Regions from separate parts of the Macaca mulatta genome. Here region 2 is linked to region 1. The links are chromatin contacts, called in public Hi-C maps. All regions are on one chromosome and are shown on one strand. Each heading gives the region's core, a stretch centred on a gene start, on an enhancer-like site or on the middle of the called end of the contact. The rest is flanking DNA. Distances are from core to core; before and after follow the strand shown.

Evidence for each region. A called contact is a pair of places that touch in the nucleus more often than the background predicts.
Region 2: a Hi-C map of CD4 T cells shows a contact between it and region 1, with 2.6 times the contacts expected there. The contact joins the promoter of MRPL23 here to the enhancer-like site in region 1. A contact is called at or near these places in 4 of 14 Hi-C or Micro-C datasets (CD4 T cells, cortical neurons, fetal cortex germinal zone and 1 more).

Annotation. Positions count from the first base shown.
Region 1 is chr14:1,808,635-1,811,938 of T2T-MMU8v2.0, reverse strand. All of the region lies in intron 10 of LSP1 (lymphocyte specific protein 1), which reads right to left. It overlaps PRR33 (proline rich 33), which reads left to right. Exons shown (of 2, transcript XM_077961689.1): 2 at 591-3,066. The coding sequence starts at 600. The coding sequence ends at 2,015. Among named protein-coding and RNA genes, the nearest start is that of PRR33, 6.1 kb to the left of the region's middle. Within about 2 kb of position 1,813, at least 4 of the 40 cell types and tissues checked have an H3K27ac peak or open chromatin away from gene starts, as enhancers often do. A contact at or near this core is called in CD4 T cells, where this site is marked.
Region 2 is chr14:1,866,494-1,870,029 of T2T-MMU8v2.0, reverse strand. It overlaps MRPL23 (mitochondrial ribosomal protein L23), which reads right to left and starts at 1,777. Exons shown (of 5, transcript NM_001266484.1): 1 at 1,747-1,777. The coding sequence starts at 1,763.

The DNA.
Region 1 (3,304 bases), core at 564-3,063:
CATAGCTCAGCGAAAACTGCTCCCACCTTCCTGCCGATCTACCTCTGATGATGCAGCCTCAGCTTTCCCGAGCCTCTTGGCCGCCACCCCTCACCGCTGGCTCGCAGCGGACGCGCCTGTGGTCGGGCCGGCGACAACGGGGCGCCCCTCACGTGTCTGTGGGCAGCCGCTCTTCCAGCCGTGGGCCCAGCCAGCAGCTGGCCAGGGGCATGCCTGTCACTTGGAGCTCACCCACGTCTCCCACCCCAGCCCACACGGCACTGTGGCCTGACCCAGGCTGTGTACTTGGGGCCTGCTTTGTGCTGGGGTGGCATGGAGGACAGAGACCTGGAGGCAGGTTCTAGCCCCATCCCTGGAGGGACTCGGTCTCTGTGGCCTCATTTCTACACAAGGGTGATGGTCGGGCCACCCCAAAGTCCCCAAGGCACAGTCGAGCTCAGGACGGCCCCGGCAGGTTCTGGGTGTTTAGGAAGCCGAATACTCAGGCCCCCACAGCCCTGGCCCCAGGTCCTCCCTGGATCACAGGAGGCACAGGCCTCCCACCTCGGTGGGGAGGAGGGCTGGCCTGACTACTGTCCCTCCCACCCTAGGACACAGCCATGCTCATCTCAGCCGCGTCGATGGCACCCGAGGTGAGTGGTCCGAGCCTCCAGGGAGCCCCTGGACCCCCACCGCCCGTGCTGCCCAAGCCAGGAAAGGACAACCTGCGTCTGCAGAAGCTCCTGAGGAAGGCAGCCCGGAAGAAGATGATGGGGGGCGCGCACCTCGCCCCACCCGGGGCCTTCCGCACCTCCCTGTCCCCCGTGAGTGAGGCCAGCCACGACCAGGAGGTCACAGCCCCGCACGCTGCTGAGGGCCCGCACCCCGCCGAAGCCCCACGCCTTCCTGAAGCCCCACGCCCCACTGAGGCTCCCCGCACAGTGGCTGCCCTACCCCGCTCCCCGCACACCCCCGTCATCTACCACATGGCGTCACCCCTGCAGAAGTTCACGTTGTCTGTCGGCCTCACCCAGCGCAGGATTCTAGCTGCCCACAAGGCCACGGGGCCCCAGGTTGTAGCCCCGGCCCCAGAACCTGCCCGGCCCCCCAGTGGCTTCGTCCCTGTCTCAGCCCCTGTGGCTGGGGGCACCCACATCACCCAGGTGCACATCCAGCTGGCACCATCCCCACACGACGGGACCCCTGAGCCCCCCAGGACAGCCCCAGAAGGGGGATCCAACAGCCAGGACGGAGATGCCACCCCACGTCTCCCCAGGGCCCAGCCCCTGGTCCCAGTGGCTCACATCCGCCCACTGCCCACCACAGCCCAGGCTGCCAGTCCCCGGCCTGAGGAGCCCCCTGTACCACGGCCGCCACCCAGCTTCCATGCCTCGGTGCCCAGAGAGGCTAGTGCCAGGGTCGTGGTGCCCATAGCCCCGACCTGCCACTCGCTGGAGTCCTCACCGCACAACCTGACCCCCGTGGGCCCTGGCAGAGAGCAACTGGAGGAGCCCCCCATGGCTGGCCCTGCCGCTGAGGCCGAGCGAGTGTCCAGCCCCGCCTGGGCCTCATCCCCTACCCCACCATCAGGCCCTCACCCATGCCCTGTCCCCAAAGTTGCACCCAAGCCCCGGCTCAGTGGCTGGACGCGGCTCAAGAAGCAGCTGCTGGAGGAGGCCCCGGAGCCTACGTGCCCAGGGCCGCGGCAGAGCCTGGAGCCGGAGATGCCCGCCCCCACAGAGCAGGAGGCGCCCACCCCTGCCGTGCCCCGGGTCCCCGCCTCCCGGGCCTCCAGGATGTGGGATGCTGTGCTGTACCGCATGTCGGTGGTGGAGGCCCGAGGGCGCCTGACGGGGCCCAGCGGTGGGGAGCGCACCCCAGCTGGCCTCACCCGCCTGCCCTTCCTGTACCGGCCTCGTTTCAACGCCCGGAAGCTGCAGGAGGCCACCCGGCCCCCTCCCACAGTCTGCTCCATCCTGGAGCTGAACCCTCAGCCCAAGAACTTCAACCGCACAGCGACTGGCTGGAGGCTCTAGTGAAGTGGCCGGAACGGCCCCCAGGGCCCAGAACCATGAGGTGGACAGAAGAGGGGGCTGAGGTTCTAGCTGGGGGCCCATAGTTACTGCATGAAGATGCACCAGGGCCCAAGGGGCATGGGGTGCAGGGCAGCCTGGGAAGGGCACACGGGGTGCTGAGGGAAGTCTGGGTGTCAGGAAGGTGATCAGGTGGAAAGGGCAGAGAGGACGAGCTGGAGCCCCCGGGCTGCAGTGGTGTGAGGGGAACAGAGAAGGGGTCTGCGTTGGGATGTGGGATGGGGGCCTTGGGATGAAAACTTTAGGGAAAATGGCGGAGGACCGCACCTATTGACCTAGGCCAGGCTGCTCAGGGGCCTGGGCCTCGCGTTGTTCCTCCCTTTTGCTGTCAAAGGTTTGGGGGCAGATCTCTGCTTGCTGAGGCATGGGTGCAGTCAGGCTGGCTTGGCCATCGGCCTCAGGAGCAGTCAGCAGTTTTGCTGCGTGCTCTTCCTGATGGCAGAGCCAGACCCTGGGACTAGGGTGCAGGGGGAGCCTCAGCCAGCGTGAGACTTGGCACCAATACAAGTGCTCAGGGGCAGGCAGGGAGGGGCTTATCAGGGGGTAGAGGAGGGCCCAGCGTGACCCCTCTCACTGCCCCCCTCTGCGTCCCCTACCGGGGCTGACAGCCTGAGGGGGCAGAACTCGAGGGGTTCACTGGTGGGACAGCGAGGGTCTCAGCATTGGCCACGCCCAGGCTCTGACCGCTGGATGAGGAGGGAGCCCTCAGTCCCAACCCTGTGGGAACAGCCTGGCCAAGTGGGACCGAGAAGGGGCTGTGACCCCGGCAGGGAGAGTGAAGGCGCCCAGTTGGCAGTCAGCCAGGCTCTGGCAGGGGTCACCAACCACAGGAGAGGGACACAGAGGTGCCAGAAAAAGCCTCTGCCACAGCTGCTTGAGAGTCAGGGTTTGGCAGGGAAGATGGTAGGAGGACAGTTGCCCCACCCTGGGGTGTGATGGGTGCTGGAAATGGAGCCTGGGGTCCAGGTCACTAATAAATGTGTGTCTAACCATGGCAGGAGTGGCACTGCTCTGTCTGCAGCATGGGATGGGGAGGGCATCAGGACCTCTGAATGACTCTCGGCTGGGACAGGGAGTAGGACCTAAGTTCCTGCCCCTCTATGGACCACCAGCATACAGATGGTCAGGGAACCTGGGCTCCATGCCACCTGCTTTCTTCAATGCTAGCCCTGTGGTGGCCAGGCTGCCCCTCACTTCCCTCATGAGCCCTGCTGGGGCTTTTGGGGAGTCCC
Region 2 (3,536 bases), core at 528-3,027, 58 kb before region 1:
ACCAGCTATGGGATTGCAGGAGGGGAGACAAAGTTTGGGGACTCCCAGGAAACAGTAGAAAAGAGGGTACAACAGCTCCCAGGCCATTAATTGTCGAGTCTCCAGGCTTGGGGCCTGAAGGGCATACTTTGCTAAGGGTCTGAAGGGCCATGTGCGGGCTTGAGGTGAGAGGCTGGCAGGGGTTGGGCCAGGACTATTCACTGTCCTTGTTCTCACAGGCAGAGCCTCTCCAGGAGGCAGCGCGGGCTGTCTGCACATGGAGCCCGCAGATCTGGAACAAGCTGCACTGTCCACACCCAGGGCCGCAGGACAGGGCTCTAAGGCCTCTCTGCAGGACTCGAACCCTTATGGGCCCACCAGCCCTCAGTTCCCTCAATCCCACTCTCCCCAGGGAGCACCCCAAGCACTCCCCATGGTATTTCACAAGCACCTCCACCGTAACCTATCTCAAGTAGAACTCTGACCTAACTTCTTCCTCAAAACACAAAAACCTGGCTCACTGCCACCAGCCTACCTCCCCACGGCCCCACGAGTGACTCACCCAGGATCCCACCCTGTCAGCACCCCCTCCCCAGCTGCATCCAGTCCACAGCAAGTCCAGTCAGCACTCCCTGCAAAGGCTCCCCAGCAACAGAAGTGTGTGCACTGCTGGGCGTGCGGGCCCCGCTGCCTCCAGGGCAGCCACACCTGATGTTTCCAGGGGCCCACCGCCCTTGGCCTTTCAGGAACACCCCACCCGGGTCCTCTGACCCTCACTTCCTCCTCATTCTCCAGGGACAGGCGAAGGGCCAGCGTGGAATTCACGTGAGGCTCAGGGCAGTGTAGGCCTAAGACCCTTTCTTCCTTGGTGCTGGGTGCTCCCCAAGGTCAGGGTCACGTGCAGCACCGGTCCCAGATGTCTGCTGAAGGAAGCCTCGTCCACTGAGGGTCCCACCTGCCACCCTCCCCTCTCCCCCCAGCTATGTGCAGGGGCCTCCAAAGCCACGCCCTGGCCTCTTGACGGTCTCTCTCCAGAAATACTGATTACTGTTCTCCAAAACCCACCCGGGAGCCCACATCTACTGATTACGCCTGAGTCACTCGTTCACCAAGAAATATGCAGGGTTTCCTGCTTCAATTTGGGGAAGGCGAAGTGGGGCAGGACAGCGCCCTGATGGCCCCTGGGAATCCAGAGAAGATGCAGAGTGGGCGTGGGGGGTCTGGGCTGCGCAGAACCGGGACTCCGGCCCTGCCTGCCCCAAAGCCGAGGGCTGTGGTCAGCTGCCCTTTCCCACTCAAACCCAATCTGGACTCCCAGCTCCTTTGCCTCAGGCCGCGCCCGAGCTGCGGTGGGGGCCGCCCGTGCCTCCCCGCCTGGACCCAGCAGCCACCGTGGCCCGTCCCGTGACGACCAGAAACGTCTCCAGACAACGCCCTCGGCCCTGGCAGCGGGACCACCCCCGGGCCGCCCTCCCAGTGCCCCCGCGGGGACACCGTGGCCTCCGCGGGTTTGGCTCGTACCCTCTGTCGCCACCCCAGCCACACCCGCCCCCCGGGGTTGCCCTAAACCTGGCGGGGGGCGACTTCCGCCACCCGCCTCACGTGCCCCAAGCCACCATGGGGGTCCCGGAGGACCCCGCCTCTCCCGGGCCAGGAGGGGACCCAGGGACGTCCACCCCACTCCCCGGAGTCCGCGCGCCCTGTGGGGTCCGTCTGCTTGTGACACTAAGGGGCGCCCCGCGGGGGGGGGCGACGACCCCTACTCACACCACATTCCGCGCCATGGCGGCCGCACACGCTTCCGGGGCCCGCGAGGCGGAAGGAGCAACACGCCCACCCCGCAGGGCCGCCGCCTGGCACAGCGCCCCCTCGCTTCCGGAGGCCGCGCCGCCCGCCCCGCACACGCCCGCGCCCGCGCCGCCTGTCCGCGCCGTCCCCAGCCCCGCGCCCGCCCCGCCCCGCCGCGCGCCGGCTTCTTCCACCTCTCCTCCCCCCGCCTGTCCCGCACCCCACGTTCCACCCCGCCCGACCCCCACTCCCCGCGCCGCAGGCTCCACAGGACGCAGGACCGCAGCAGTCCCGCCCCGCATTTCCGCCCCCACAGCCTGAAGCCGGGGCCCGAGCCCCTGCTGCTCGCGCCCCGCCCACGCCCGCACCCTCCCCAGCCCCAGAGGCCTCTCGCCGCCGTCGCACTCTTTCGGGCCTGTCTGCCCTGCCTCCCAGAACCCGGGCCTGCACGCCCCCCACACCGGTGCCCCTGCCCTTTGGCAGCTCCAGGCCACAGCCTGGCCCGCACCGCTGCCCTTGCAGCTGCGGGGGACTGGAAGTGGAGACCTGGGGCTGTAGTGCCGGGGAGGGCGGGTCCCCGGGTCTGGGGTCTGAAGCCCCTCTCTCCTGGCTGTTTCCCGCCCCCCGCGTCCGGAACCCCAGGGCCCCTCCCCTCGCCCTTCTGGCGAGCCCGGTTGGCAACCCCCACACCGGCCACACTCTCCATCTCCGGTGCTCCCAGCACGCCTCCTCCAAGAGGGCCACGGGTCTCTCCAGGCCTTGCCATTTGCCCACCCCCTCTCCACCCTTCTGGCCAGCCCCCTCCAGCCTCTGGCAAGGCCCTCTCTACAGGGACCCCCGTCCAGGGCCCAGTCCTCACTCCTCTCCTTGGGTGGCGCTGGCCAGGAGGGCTGCTGGGACCTTTCGGGGTAGGGCGGCAGCCTCCCTCCCCTGTCCCCAGGCCTCTCCCTCCTCCCGTGGTTTCCTCTGCCTGGTGGCTGGATTCAGGCCACTTGATCTCTTTCTCAGGCCACTTCTCAATGTGTTTAGCTGCCTGTGTCCCCCCACCCCCAGGCCTGGCTTATTCCCGCACCCAACAGCACCCTAAGTGCAAGAGGCAGGGGTGTCGGGGGACCCCGAGAAGCGGGGCCATGGGTCCTGGCTGCTGCTGGGGGCAGAGGGCCCAGGCCTGCAGGTGAGGACAGGGCTGTGGGAGGGCACTGGGGTTGATGGAAATTCAGGAGGAGGAGAGGGCTCTGTGCCCCTCTGAGGGCCTGAGCCGGGTAGGTCTGATGGGTAGGTTTGAGTGGAAATGACTCCAGGGGGTCTATCTAGCATGAAGGCATTGAAGCAGGATGGAGTGAGAAGTGGGACAGAGTGGGCAGGGAAGGTGGTGGCAGCTGTCCCCACTGTTGTCCAGGCCTGCGTGGGGTGGAGAAGCTCCAGGCTGCCAGTGGTAGGGTCCCAGGAGGCTGGTGACCAGACAGGCCTTTGCACAGCAGCAGGTGCCCTTGGCCAGGCCCAAGGAGCAGACCGCAGGGGAGAAGGGACAGGAATGGAGCTGGAGAAGGGGGGTCCTGGGGCCGGGGGTCCTCAGGCTTCCTTTTATTTTCATGCAATGCTGCGTTTTTCGGCAGTCACATTGTGCAGTGTGCTTAGAGATATGTGGCTGCTGGAAATTGGGTTCAAAGTTGTGGGTGGCTGATGTGGAGAGAAGAGTGATGGGAGGCCAAGCTGTGTGTCGGGGGTGGGTGCTGCTCAGATCACTGGGGCTCTTGGAGGGCAGGAGT